Linked DNA regions of Mus musculus: region 2 is linked to region 1. A link is a contact called in public HiChIP or PLAC-seq data. All regions are on one chromosome and are shown on one strand. The core of a region is the stretch at or near the end of the contact, and the rest is flanking DNA. Distances in the headings are between cores, read along the strand shown. Region 1 overlaps Slc9a3 (solute carrier family 9 (sodium/hydrogen exchanger), member 3). Region 2 holds the start of Slc9a3 (solute carrier family 9 (sodium/hydrogen exchanger), member 3).

Evidence for each region. HiChIP or PLAC-seq counts read pairs in DNA pulled down with a chosen protein or histone mark.
Region 2: a contact with region 1 is called in an H3K4me3 HiChIP or PLAC-seq map of intestinal villus epithelium, with 2.2 times the contacts expected there. The contact joins the promoter of Slc9a3 here to the enhancer-like site in region 1. A contact is called at or near these places in 2 of 39 promoter capture datasets (the C10 cell line and embryonic stem cells), 1 of 15 datasets of contacts at CTCF or cohesin (the NIH/3T3 cell line), 2 of 484 Hi-C or Micro-C datasets (cerebral cortex and embryonic fibroblasts), 4 of 115 datasets of contacts at active chromatin or transcription factors (embryonic stem cells, intestinal villus epithelium and kidney) and 4 of 9 other capture datasets (adipose tissue, embryonic stem cells, liver and 1 more).

The regions. Positions count from the first base shown.
Region 1 is chr13:74,162,275-74,169,178 of GRCm38.p6, forward strand. It overlaps Slc9a3 (solute carrier family 9 (sodium/hydrogen exchanger), member 3), which reads left to right. Exons shown (of 16, transcript NM_001081060.2): 11 at 746-861; 12 at 1,409-1,538; 13 at 1,890-2,066; 14 at 2,250-2,322; 15 at 3,024-3,131; 16 at 3,537-6,904. The coding sequence ends at 3,790. Among named protein-coding and RNA genes, the nearest start is that of Exoc3, 43 kb to the right of the region's middle. Within about 2 kb of position 4,662, at least 167 of the 459 cell types and tissues checked have an H3K27ac peak or open chromatin away from gene starts, as enhancers often do. A contact at or near this core is called in adipose tissue, cerebral cortex, embryonic fibroblasts and 3 more, where this site is marked.
Region 2 is chr13:74,116,161-74,123,415 of GRCm38.p6, forward strand. It overlaps Slc9a3 (solute carrier family 9 (sodium/hydrogen exchanger), member 3), which reads left to right and starts at 5,253. Exons shown (of 16, transcript NM_001081060.2): 1 at 5,253-5,550. The coding sequence starts at 5,355. It overlaps Gm41003 (a long non-coding RNA gene), which reads left to right and starts at 5,941. Exons shown (of 3, transcript XR_873672.1): 1 at 5,941-6,037.

The DNA of each region.
Region 1 (6,904 bases), core at 3,412-5,911:
ACATACACAAAGGCATGGCTGATACATGCACACCCAAATGTATAGTAATGCTTACATTTACAAATATGAACACACACATACCCAGGTACATGTAAACGAATACATACATATATACATACATACATACATACATAGTCATAAATACATGTATGCATAGAAACAACATAGACATATATGTTGTACATATTCATATTAAATCCTTCAATGACATACATGTGACTGTCTTGTGGCCAGTTCATCCATGACCCACCCACTCCTGTCTGGGCTCCATGACATCCTTTATTAATAGACATAAGTCCCAATTAAGCACCATATGACCCCATGACCATTGCCACTCAGAGACTCTGATGGGGACAAAAATTACCTCCCCAACCTTCAAGCTGGGGTGGTATACCCTAGATATTTTTGTGTCCTTTAAGAGATTCTGTTTTTACCTACTGTTTTTTGTTTTTTGTTTGTTTGTTTGTTTTTTCTGCTCAACCTTTAGCTCTACTCCTCTCAAGTGAGACTTTGATGACTTTTGCTTGGACCCAACTCCAGCTCTTACTCTGTATCTTGGCCCTCGTTGAGCTGCAAAGTGTCTAGGGACATTGCACGGGGTCCCAGGAAGGCTGATCTTCCTTGAGCTTCATCTCTGCCTGCCCGAGTCCACAGGCCCTTCAGCTTGGTCACAGGATCTTTCGACATGGCAGGTGCCACCTAAGGGACATCCTTGAGTGCTAATGAGTCTATGTTCTCCTTGTAGGGAGAGCGCCGTGGGTCCCTGGCCTTCATTCGCTCCCCAAGTACGGACAATATGGTCAATGTGGACTTCAACACACCCCGCCCATCTACTGTGGAGGCGTCTGTCTCATATTTCTTGTATGTGACCAGTTCATAAACTCCCCTGGTAAAGTGTACCCCTAAAAAGCATCTCTCTTATGACCATTAAGCCTACTAGTTCCTCCTACAGGGCCTAAGGCAACTGAGTAAGGAAAGTATAAGTTGACCAGGATAGGAGAAGGGTACAGAAAGATGCCTGCATCCCCATCTGTGAAAGCACACCTTTATTCAGCAGTCAGCAGGACTGTGAAGCACTGAGATTAGAGAGAAGGAAAAAGGCAGGAAGGGTTAGCAGCAGATGCCTGGCGTGTTTAGAAGTTCATGTCCTTTAGCCCTGAGCAGCTAATTGTCAGTTTTTATGATGGTGGCTATTCTAGCACTTATGAGAGGCTGTGGGCCTCAGGAGTCATAGTTGGGCTGTAGAGGGGGACTGGTGGCACTGGGGTTCAACTTTACACAGAAATCTAGAAGGTATTCTGGGAAACCATCCAAGCAGTCCTGAGGCAGGAAGGGACTATGAAGTACCTAAGCAGGGCAGGTGACTTCTGTGTAGCTGCTCCCCTGGGCTCAGTGTTGGTTCCTGCAGGAGGGAAAATGTCAGTGCTGTATGCCTGGACATGCAGTCCTTGGAACAGAGGCGGAGGAGCATCCGTGACACCGAGGACATGGTCACCCACCACACACTGCAACAGTACCTGTACAAGCCTCGGCAGGAGGTGGGTACCATGAGATGAGACACCCAGAGCCCTCCTATCCCACAGGGTAAGCCTTTGTCATCCCCTCATGTGATGTGGCTGGTGAAACCCAGCCACACACCTACAGCAGTGTCTGCCTTCTTCTCAGACAAGGGGTCCACAGGGATGGCTAGTGAAACCCAGTCACACACTTACAGCAGTGTCTGCCTTCTTCTCAGACAAGGGGTCCACAGGGATGGCTGGTGAAACCCAGTCACACACCTACAGCAGTGTCTGCCTTCTTCTCAGACAAGGGGTCCACAGGGATGAGCTGGAGATCCTGTGACCTGCCTGGGCCATATAGGCCCAACTGACTGCCAGTTGTTCCCACAGTACAAGCATCTCTATAGTCGGCACGAGCTAACACCCAATGAGGATGAAAAGCAGGACAAGGAAATCTTTCACAGAACCATGAGGAAGCGCCTGGAGTCCTTTAAGTCAGCTAAGCTAGGCATCAACCAGAATAAGAAGGCGGCCAAGCTGTACAAGAGGGAGCGCGCACAGAAGCGGGTGAGGGAAGGTGGGGTCAGTGGTTGTAGGGTGGGCTACCAGGAAGGGTCAGGGGACTCTCTGTGGTCCTGCTGGCCAGGCAAGCTGCCAGGTGAACAGACTTTCACCAGAGCAGAGACCAAATTCCTGCAAGTTAGGGGCCTGGATGTGGGTACATCTGTAAGAGCTCATACTTGTCCACAGAGGAATAGCAGCATTCCTAATGGGAAACTGCCTATGGAGAACCTGGCACACAACTACACCATCAAGGAGAAAGGTAAGAACTGTTCCTCTGTAAGTGCTTGATTCAGGAGGGACTCCCGGACCTGTGGCTGTACCCGGGGATTCTGATCTTGGACCTCTATGCATCCCTTGGTGGGTGGGAGTGGGAATACCACTAGGCCAGACACTCTTAGTGCTCTTCTCCCATATTCCTGCAGCAGCACTCCCACTATGGGATGGAAAGACATCCCATAGTGTTTAAGAATGGTTACTGCTCTTCCAGAGGACTCAAGTTCAGTTCCTAGCACTCACATAAGGCAACTTAAGCCACCTGCGACTCCAGTTCCAGGGAATCCAATGCCCTCTTCTGGCCCTCATGGGTACTAAACACACTCACGAGCATGCATGTGCATGAGCACACACACACATACATATACACACATACCTTTAAAAGATAAGTGGTTTTTCTTCATCCATCCCTTTCACTGTAGGTCTTGGGGTCCCAGCCATTCCTATCCAACAGACCTTCCCAAAGATCAAATATAGCTGGGGTCACAAAAGGAAGCACTGTAGGAGTAGTTCAGACCTTTGCACAACTGGCTCCAGACCCTTGAACCCTAGGCTACCCAAGTGCTGTGAAAAACCACCCATGGAGCGGGGGAAGGGGGTGTGTGTGATAGGAGGGGAGAGTGTATAGCAGCCATCAAGAACTTGAGTCATTCTTACTCAAAGTATTCTTTTTCCTCTGCTACCTAGATTTGGAACTTTCAGAGCATGAGGAGGCCACCAACTATGAAGAGATCAGTGGAGGCATTGAGTTTCTGGCCAGTGTCACCCAGGATGTAGCCTCTGACTCTGGGGCAGGTAAGATGGGAGAGACCAATGCGGGAGATATCCCTGCTGCCCTAAGCAAGCTTGGTCATTGAAGGAGGAGCTAGGCTTGAGGAGGCTTAGTATCAATCTTGGAGGTATAACCTCTTCTACCTAGATGTCTTCCCAGGGCAGATGGCAAGCATATCTGGAAGAACAGGCCAGACCTGAGAGAAGGGAGGTGTTGTTGAAACTGTCTAGGATTTTTGGGTCTCAAATGTGGAGGGAAGGTGTGGGATGAGGGTTAGATTTATAAGTTTGACTGTCAAGGTTACCCTGAAGGTGGTAGCCCCAAGAGAAGTTGACATAGTCACCCAGTACAGAGCCAATCCACCCAGCCTCCTAGTTCCCCTGAGAGCACGTATTTCTTTGAGGTTGACCAGCTGCCCTTTCTCTTAGGAATTGATAATCCCGTGTTCTCCCCTGATGAGGATCTGGACCCAAGCATCCTATCCAGGGTGCCACCCTGGCTGTCCCCTGGGGAGACCGTGGTGCCCTCCCAGAGGGCCCGTGTTCAGATTCCAAACTCTCCCAGCAACTTCCGCCGCCTGACACCATTCCGCCTCAGCAACAAATCCGTGGATTCCTTCCTGCAGGCTGATGGCCACGAGGAACAGCTCCAACCGGCTGCCCCCGAGTCCACACACATGTAACTGCTTTCCTCCTCTAACGCGTTCTTTCTTCCCAGCTGTTGCCGTCAGGTGTACCTGCACTTTTTCAGACTTTGCAGCAGCTGTCTTCACTCTGCAAACCCTGTCTTGGTCATCTGTCCAGCTGTATATTTCTTAGAACCTGCTTGTCCACAGAGCTCTTCCACCTGCTCTTTGCTTCTGTCTCTCGGCTTGCCCCCGCTTCCACCCTTTTCGACAGGGTTTCCCTGAGCAGCTCTGGCTGCTGGAACTTAGCTATGAAAACCAGGCTGCCTTTGCCTCCTGAGTGCTGGAATTAAAGATCTGGCTCTTTGAAAGAGCCTTATGTGCCTTGAGGCTTGTGATAGGTTTTTAGGGTAGAGCAGTAGTACCCAGGGATGGGTGTGGCACTGCTACCCCTTGTGGAGGGGGCTGCTATCAATGGCAGGGTTTGAAAGTGTCAGAATATGGGGAGTGAGCCAGATCTGCTCAGTGCATAGCTGCCTAGGAAGGTTCAGAGACACCGGCTGGAACTCCTCCTAACTCTGCAGTAGTGCACAGCAGAAAATGCCCCCATTTGGTGTGGAAGGTTAGGGGTCTTTCTTTGCACTTGAGCCTGAGGTACCCTTTCCATGGTCAGGCACCTAATTTTGGGCAAGCCATGGAGGAACAGCAAACTCAGGGGGAAGGGAATCTTGGACTGAGTACAGGCTTCTGGAGGTCAGTGTTGATCTGGACTGAGAGCCACTCACACTCCTGTTTTCCCACAGGTGACACGGGCTCTGGCACATCGCTTACTGGACGCTTGTCTCGTCAGCCATCTGCTGCTTCCCAGCAGTCTTTGCTCCCCGCAGGGCTCGCCCACCCACGCGCCCCAAGCCCCGCCCCATCTGAGCGCACCTCGACTGTCACTTTTGCCTCTGGTGATCCCGGGACAGAGCCAGAGCACCGGGCCCCACCCAGTGCACATGCTCGGTCGGCAGCTGCACGCCGGGTACACAGTAGGCGCTCATTCCAAAGGCCTCGCCCGCGCCGACGACCAGCTCTGCTAAAACTCGCTTCTCTTCCGGGCTCTATAGAACTGCCACTGCACGCTCTGGAGCAAGAAGAGACGCCACTGTAATTGCTGCCTGGCCAGGGGCCCAGCTCAGAGGGTCTCCTTCAGTGGCCCCTCCCCAACCAGCTAGTGTTCTTAGGGTCCAATGCACCCTGGGAGTCTTAATGCATAGCCTAGCCCTAGGAAGAATCCATCTGGTGTCCCCAGGATACCACACTGCCTCCTGCCATCTTCTTGCCCTGGTTCAGATCCTAGGGCTCTGTGGTGCTGCCTCCCCACCCCTACCCTGAGGCTAGAGCCCTTGTTAGTGTTTGCCACCCTTACTCTGAGGAGGAGGAAGATCCCTGAGCGGCTTGTGGTGGACTTAAATCACTGCTGGTACAAAAGAAGGTCTCAAAAATTAAGATGTGTAGAAGTGGCACTGCCCAGATCAACCTCATTCTAAATAGGTAGCAGGTCCTATGCATCCCCAGAAATATACACCCCGAGGCCCTATCTGACCCCCTTCCAAGTTAGTTCTCCAGACTGCCCTAGACCTTGTGATTAACTGCAGAAATATTTGGCTCTTCTAGCTCAGACTTTCCCTGCCTGGCCCCTCCCAGCCTGGTCCTTGCCATCACAAACAAGGTGTCTGGCCTGAGCTATGCCTAAGTTGGGAACACTGCAGATGGCCAGGCAGGCTGAGCTAGGGCGCTAGTAGTGGTTCACTAGAAACCTTGGTCAAAATTATAGCCAGCTCTCTGGTATCAATCAAAGGCAGGGAAGACCTGGGGCATAGAGGGGCTCTACATCACTCAAGAGTAGGGGAATGTAGGAACCCACTCTCTGGGCAATTTGTTCTGCCCCCAGATCTTCAGGGACTCTGCCTTAGAACATTGGCCCTCTGTAGGGGTAAGAGGCTGGGCCATCATCCCTTATCACTTTTCCTCAGAAGTCCAGTATTGAAGAGTCACCTGAGTTTTGCTTCCAACTCACTGGAAACTTGGCCTGTACCACAGGGTATCACTTAAGGGAGATCGAGATGAGTCTAAAGGTGGACTTAAGGACTTCCTGGAGACTTCTGAAACAAAGCACTCAGGTTTCTGCTCAGGAAACTAAATACCATGTCTCAGGAACAAGGCTGACAGTCACCTTCAGAGGAGTCCCAGGAAGGTCCATCAACTTATATTAATGCTGCAGTTGATTCATGGATAGGAAGAGAGCTGAGAGAAGTGAATGAAAACAAAGCAAGTTCGCTCAACATACTGCATTGTGCTTCAGAGTGCCGTTCCCCAACGGAACCTGTCAGTATGCTGTTGACTGGCTAGCTCAGACTCGGCCATCAGGGAGATGCTCAGCACCTGACTTCCACAGCCCTGAAGCATTTGTCCATTTCTGAAGTCCAGCCACCATACAATGCTGGGATCCGGAATTTCACCAGATTATTTGGAGCTGCCATTTAGAGTACCTCCTAGGCACGGTGTACCTGGCTACTGTACCAGGGGTGTTCTGCGAGGCATCTCTCAGCCCCTGCTCTGCAGACAAGTTTCTCATACCTTCCTGTGCCAGGACACTGCCTTAACACCTCACCTGATCTGCTGGACATGGGGTCCAATTCCCACTGCAGAATTAGAAGCCAAATGTGATGAGACAGGCTTCGGCAACTGTCACCTTGCACCAGTACCCAGAGATACCAAAGCTAGCAGCTGGGTGATCAATCTGTGGAACTCTTTGACACTCTGTCCATATTTTAGCTGTGCACAGGCCATGTCCTTTGAGCGTGTGAACCACACCATTGGGCATAGCCATATGGAATCAGAGTCTTGACAAGAAAGCCTCATTCACAAAACCCCACTTCCTGTGCTTAAATGACACAGTGGCCACATCTCATAGTTGAGGACCCTCTTGTTCTTGTCATTGTTGTACAATAGAATGTAAAATCCTATGAATGTATTTCCTTAGGAAAACTGTTGTAAAAGGTTTTTTTTATTAGAAGAGAATTTCTATTTATTTAATACTGAACTCAGACCTGCTTTGTGGTACTACAAAGTATACAAATTTAGGAAATTTGTATTTCCACTTCTGTATTTTCTTGAAAATAA
Region 2 (7,255 bases), core at 4,003-6,502, 46 kb before region 1:
GGGAGTCAGAGGAGAATGTTTGGATGATCGCCCAAGTGTGTGACCCGAGGGACATCACTTCCCTCCATGTTCTGTGTGAACAAGCATATGGCAGTGCAGAGAAGAGAGCCAACCCAGATGGCTGAAGGTGGACGTTTGGCCTTCTGTAAACCTCAGTGTGCCCATACCAACCAAGCCTAAGCTGCGGTTACTAGGTCATAGACCCTATGATCCTACTATGGGGTATTGGGTCTACATACAGGGAAAATTGTGCCTGCATGAAGGTGATGTGCCTGAGAGTTGCTCAGAATTTGGTGTATTCCCTTCTTTATTCTCAATGTGCAGTTTTCAGAGTAGGACGTTGAGCTGAGATACCAGGAAACATAAAGGGCTGGAGGGAACTTCTATGTCCCCTGCTCTCCTGCTTCCTCTGCTGCTTGGAATCATCAGTTCATCTTCCAGTTGTGAGGTTAGATGAATTATTTTTGTTTTACAGTTTGCAAATTGTCCTGCCAGCCTGCCCAGCTTGGCCACAGCTTATTGGTTTTTTTTTTTTTTCCAATCTACTGAAAGCAGTTTGGTGACTTTGTGTCTCAGTTCAGTCTACAGAATATTTTAGCCCAGTTCTTTCCCATAATGGTTTGCCTTGGGACAGTTGGACACCCTGACACTTGAGTTCAGCTTAGGAAATAGGAATTCCAGGCCCATGTGATCATTTTCTATAAGGCCCTCAGAGTCTTGGCTGCACCACGGGGCTTTTGCAGAATCTGTGGGAGGGTCTCTCTGAATATGAGACCCAGTCCAGGGGCCATGAGGAAAAAGAGGGAGTATATAATAATAGTCTTTGTAGTGGGGCACCAAGTGTGGCCCAATCCCTCTGGGAACTGGATCTAGCAAGGAATAGCCAAAAACCCCTCGGAGGTGATCAAGAACTAGGAGACTTCCTAGGAGAGATGCACCCTCATGGAGTGGGAGTAGGTGAGTGACAGGTGACAAATGGAAGATGAAGACAGGAAGAGCAGTGCAGGGCTAGGAGCTGAGAAAGTTGTGGTCCTGAGGCCTCACAGCCTACTGCCTGTAACCCACTTCAGAATGCAATGCAGTAGAGCCAGAGCAGCCTCTGGCCTCAGCTCCGCCCACTGAGAGCCATCCGGAACTGGTAACACAACAAACACTCTGTTGCCCTGTAGTAGCTCTGCCGCTGCTGTGTTAGAGTCAGATGTGCCTAGCCTGATCAGCTCCAAGGTTTCCCAGGATCCAGAGCCATAGCACACACCCCTGTGATAGTGCCCTGCCCATCTGCTGTATAGGGTGAGACCCAGGCCTAGCTAGTACAGGCTGGAGCAGCATACAGGTTGAGAGATCAGAGTGACTCTCATGTAAGTTCCAGGCTGGGCAAAGGCCCAGGCTTGACCAGCGAGTGTCAAAGGTACTAACAGGCAAACATAAAAGCATGATGTTCTTTTTTTCTTTTTTTGAGAAATGAAATTTGCAATTGTATACTATCAACACCCACTCCCCCAAAAAGTAACAATAGCTCTGCCTTGAGTGGTGATTTTGGCTTTGGTTCCTGGAAGAGGTCCCAGGTGGATCTCTTCTAACTCTAAGTGCTTGGTACCCAGTAGGCACCTTCAGTTCACAGCCCAAGAAAGCAAGCCGGAGCAGCTCTGTAATGAACCCTTCCTCCCCAAGCAGAGCTGGTGGCAACCCCTGAGCAATGTTTAAAAAGAACTCAAACTTTTCGAATTTAGGCTGAAAAGTAGTGTTTTGTCTTTCATGTATTGTCAACAAACAGATTTGCAACCATTCGCCACATTATGCACAAGCTTTCACAAATGACGCAAATGATCATAATCAGAAGGTAATGTGTCAAACTAGGTATTTTCCACTTTTGTCTCCTTAATTTTAAAGGTCAGGCGCTCATGGGTTCATTAGCTCATTTTGGACTGCTTCTCAGCATCTTTGAGCTTCTGGTTTAATCATGGGCCCTCCAACTCCAAGTCTAGATGTCAGGAAGGCTACACATGCCAGGCTGAGGGAGGAGGTTGTCAGCAATTATCCAATCACCGCAGGTGTCACTGTTCATACAGTTTTCTAGATGTGAGTGCCTTGCTCTGGGGGATGGCCCAGGCTTTCTAAAACCAGAAGAGAAACAGGCTAGGAGAGCTGCCTGTGCCCCGGCCCCAGTCCACTGATGAGACACAACTTCACATAGCTATCATGACAGCTTCTGCTATGGTTTGTGTGCATGACCACTGTTTCACTGTTCTCAGTCACCAGAGTGTAGGAGCAGTCATTGCTGGAGCCTTCTAGTAAGCCCAGGGGCATGCTCACCTTCATTCTCAAGTGCCCACAACCCCTGCCTCCCGGCCAAGCTCTCACCTGAGCAGTGAGCAGTGGGTTATGAGGGCACCTCGCTCTTACATGTGACAGTGTAAGGGCTTCCTCTCACGACATTAGACATGCTTTCCATTGCCTTAGGTGGCTTGTGGTGGCGAGTGGCACATCGGGTTAATGGCCAAGGATGGTACCAGTGGTCATTGTGGGTCCTTATTTGTGTGTTGTGATGCTGTTCAGCTTCGTTTAAATTGTGTGGACTCCTGGCTGTAGGCCCTCAGGTTAGGCAGGTATAGATAAAATCTTTGGAGGGTCACCGGACATCATGAGTACACTATTGCCATGGGATTTGGCCTTCCTGTGGAATACAAGGGCAGCATCTAAAAGTATGCCCCCCACCTGAGGCTTTTCCCAGGAGCATCTAAACTAGGAATAAGACGGTTCTCATTCTTCTAGCCTTCCTTTGGGACTGGAAAGAGCAGGTTCAGTTTGACCATATAAACTGGCAGCAATCCCAGCAACTCACCATACAAGATGCCCAAGTAAGCACCAAGATTGCAAACCTGATGGCCAATTAAAGAGTTACGATGCTCTGTTCTGTGCCAGGTCCTGTGATTGGCTCAGTTCAACCACCCATCCTCTGCCCCAACACTCATCACTCAACCACCCAGCTCTACCATCCTCCCATGCAAGCCAACACCCATCAACATAAGACAGCGAGATGAAAATAAAGCTACTCGGTCTAGTACTTCCTCCTGAGAGTTCTCACCTCTGGGCTTAGATGCCAGGAGGTAACCCTGCCTGTCCTGAGTCAACCACCAGTCACTTGTCCAATCAGTCTCCTGTCACTCGTTCTGTATTTCATACATGTTACTGTGGAGCAGACACTACTCCAAGTCCTGGGGGGGGGGGGGGTGGTCAGCCATGTGACTGCAACAGCCCCTCCCTTACAAAGTAGACATTCCATACAGGACAGCCCAAGGATATACAGTCCAGTAGCTGATGAGCGAGCTAAGCTGAGGAGCAGAGCTGGCAAAGAGTCAGGATCTCAGTATCAACACTAGACATTAGAGCAAGATCTTAGGCAGACTAGGTGGTGAGCATGGGGAGGGGTGTCCGGAAGCCTCAGAGCGAGATATTGCCCACCTGGGCATGTAGGGGAAGGGTGCATCAGCAAGGGACTATGGTCTGAAGAGGGACTGGATCTATTCTCTGGGTATCCCAATGGGAGGTCCAAAAGGGGCATCTGGAGGGTGTCTAGTTAGGGGTTTCCAAGGCTTAAGTGGTTGGAAGAGGAGCTGCCAGGGGTCGTGGCTGAAAGGTAAGTTTGGAAGGTAGAAGTGTTTTTACAGTGGCCATGTATACAGTTTTAGTGGTGACTTCTGAAATTACATCTTAAAGGGCTGCTAAGGTTTTGTTTTGTTTTTTTTTCTTTCCTAAATGAGATGGTAGGTTGAGTTCTAGGGTATACTAAGGAGGAGTGTAGCTGATAAGGTAAAACCATGGATCACAAAGACTGCAAGGGCTAAGACGTGACTTTGTGTTGTGTTTGTTTGAGCCAGGGTCTTATGTATCCTAAACTGGCCTTAAATTTGCTACCCAGCCAAAGCTTGCTTTGAATTCCTCCCTTCCTTTCCCAAATATTACAGCCATGCAGCACCACACTGGCTATGATAATTTTTTGGTTTTGTTTTCTTGTAAACAAAGTTTATTTGTGAGATTCCCAGAAAACTACAGGCTTTTATTTGGGAAAGAGATTAAAGTCACATATGCTTAGGCATTAAGCGTGGTTCGCTGCCATTTAAATTTTTTTAAAAAAATATTTCCATATAAAAGATTACTGTCACCCAGGGGTCCATCCCTTAATCAGCCACCAAACACAGACACTATTGCATACACCAGCAAGATTTTGCTGAAAGGACCCTGATATAGCTGTCTCCCGTGAGGCTTTGCCAATGCCTGGCAAACACAGAAGTGGATGCTCACAGTCAGCTATTGGATGGATCACAGGGCCCCCAATGGAGACGCTAGAGAAAGTACTCAAGAGCTGAAGGGGTCTGCAACCCTATAGGTGGAACAACAATATGAACTAACCAGTACCCCCAGAGCTCGTGTCTCTAGCTGCATATGTAGCAGATGGTCTAGTCGGCCATCATTGGGAAGAGAGGCCCCTTGGTCTAGCAAACTTTATATGCCCCAGTACAGGGGAACACCAGGGCCAAGAAGTGGGAGTGAGTGGGTAGGGGAGCAGGGCAGGGGGAGGATATAGGGAATTTGGGGGATAGCATTTGAAATGTGAATGACGAAAATATCTAATAAAAAATTTAAAAAATACACACACACAAAGAATACTGTATATATGCAAAGTTCATAGCAATTTTTAATTGTGATGGAATTCTTGACTCTCACTTGGCCAGAGGATTGAGACTACTCTGGAATGAGAAGCTTCTTCCTGTCCTATGTCCCCTTAATTTTCTGTCTTTCTTGACTGTCCCAATTTACTTAGATGTGGACTCCAGGTTCTCAATAAAAAGGGGACTTGCTGAGTGTATATAACGGGGTGCAGCGTACCCCGCAACTAGCAAAACCATCCGGTTGCTGAAGTGGCCAAGGCAGGAGAAGCAGGTCCAATTTAACGGGTAGAATCGACAATGGTATGCCGGACCTCGCACTGCGCTCCGCTGGGAAGGAAGCGACTGCCAGTGGGCTAGATGTCACTCGACCTTGGGGAGGAGCGGCCTCGAATCCACAGGTTCTAGCTGCTGGCTTAGGAGCCCACAGCACCCAGAGAGCCCGGGCGTGAGCAGGGCAGGCGGGAGTGCTTCTAACGCAGCAGGACTGTTTGCGTTCACGTGTGCGCAGCGGGGGCGGGAAGGCCCCGCCCTGGCGCGGGAGGAGGCAGCGGGATTAAAGGCCACCCGGGCGGGCCTGGGGACCTGACTGCTGCCAGCTCCGGGCTCGCGCAGAGGGCTGCGACGGAGAGCGCAGCAGGTACTCACCAAGGTATGCGTGTTGGCTCCCGGAGCTGAGCAGCAGCGATGTGGCACCGGGCTCTGGGACCAGGGTGGAAGCTGCTGCTGGCCCTGGCGCTGACCAGCCTGCAAGGCGCGAGGGGGGCTGAGGAGGAACCGAGCAGTGATGGGAGCTTCCAGGTGGTCACCTTCAAATGGCACCACGTCCAGGATCCATACATCATTGCGCTCTGGATCCTCGTGGCCAGCTTGGCCAAAATCGGTAAGCGGCCCAGGTTTTGTGGATCATAAGTATCCTATGACTGAGCCTTAGCCATGCTCTTAAAATCTATACCACCTGCCTTTGCCTTTGCATTTTCTATCCCTTTCTGGGGCAGAGGCACATTCAGCAAGAGCACGGTGCACTGTTAGTCTGAGAAGTGTACCAGCTAATTCAGCGGTCCCACAGGGCAGGCGCTGCCCCCACAATCTCATGCTCGTGGCCCCGTTCTATCCAAATGCTTCTCTAGATGCTACCCTACTTGGTACCTTGGGACTTCGTATTGCACTGAGAGAACTGACTTGTACGTGGCACTGGAGTGGACTCTGGGTCCGGAGCCGTTAAATAAATAAATAAATAAATAAATAAATAAATAAATAACTATTACTTAATCCAGAGAAACTCGTGACCCCTTGTCTGGAGGGGAGATGATTCTCCTCTCAGCTGGCTCAGTGGAACGGGAAGCGGGATTGAAGGAGCTCCTGGCAAGGTGAGAGGAAGGTCAGACCTCTTAAAAAGTTGAAGACGATCTTTGTGGTGGTGGTAAGGATGTGGTCCCTGTGGAATTCGTTAGACCCTTATTCAAGGGAGAGCAAGAACAGATACAGAGGTTCCTAGCCTGCCCGTTTCCTTTAAGGTTATGGAATAGAAGAAGCAGAAGAGGCCTTCCTTCCTTCCAAGATCCAGGAGGGAGCACGCCTCTTTAGCAGGACAGGGGAGGGAAAGCTGTGAAGGGAATAAGGTTAACAGAGCTCAGACTCACAGTGCCTGGTTAGGGAAGGCTTTTTTTTTTTTTTTTTTTTTTTTTTTTTATTATTTATTTCTTGCTGCCTCCTCTTCCCATTCATTTAACCCGTGGATCTGGCACTAGGCTCTCCTTGCATCTGCTATCTGACTGCGTTTTTCAGTAAGGTTTGTGCTGTGTGTTGCTGTAACTAGATGGTACTGACTTTTTCACACAGCGTGTTCAGAAAGGGCCAGGGAGGTTCCAAGGTCGCCCTTTCACCGGGTTCAACTGCTTGTCCATGGACTGCAGCATTCTAGTCTATGAAGTGAGTGTGTGCCTTCTGTTTTATCTGGGAGCTTCCCTCTGTACCCTTGGACTACAGATTTGGAGTTTAGTATTTCAGCTCAGCAGTAGCCAGGTCTATCTGCTATGCTTGGGGCTGGGCCAGCACACTGACTCTGGGGAAGCCTGATTCCTTAGGGTTATAGCTCTGCAGGTCTCCAGGGGCCATGAACTTGCCCCAAGAAGGCCTGGCCACCAGAGTCAGCAGCAACTCTCTCCAATATTAGTCAAGAGGATCACCAGTGGACAGGCAACTCTGCAGAAGGGCCTCTCTGACTTAAATATTTTTGGTGGGCCCAGATATTCCCTATTATTCAACTCAACCCCATTCCCAACTTCTAGAAAGTATAGAGATGATCCTTCCCGGTTCCCAAAACTTCCTGGCTGAGTCTGGCTCTCACTGATCCAAATACTCCCAGTCGATCCCTGCTTTGTTCCCCAACATCCTTTCCTGCTTAAACCTACAGGGGTTGGCCCTTGTTGGTCCACTCCATGCACTGTACTGCACGTTACCAGCATGTTCAGCGAAGAGTCTGGCACTGGGGTCCCTTATCCAGGAGATCTTCAAGTATATCTGCTTCAGGCATCACAACAGACACCTTCCCACCCTTCAGACTCTATCTGTTCACAAGACCCTCT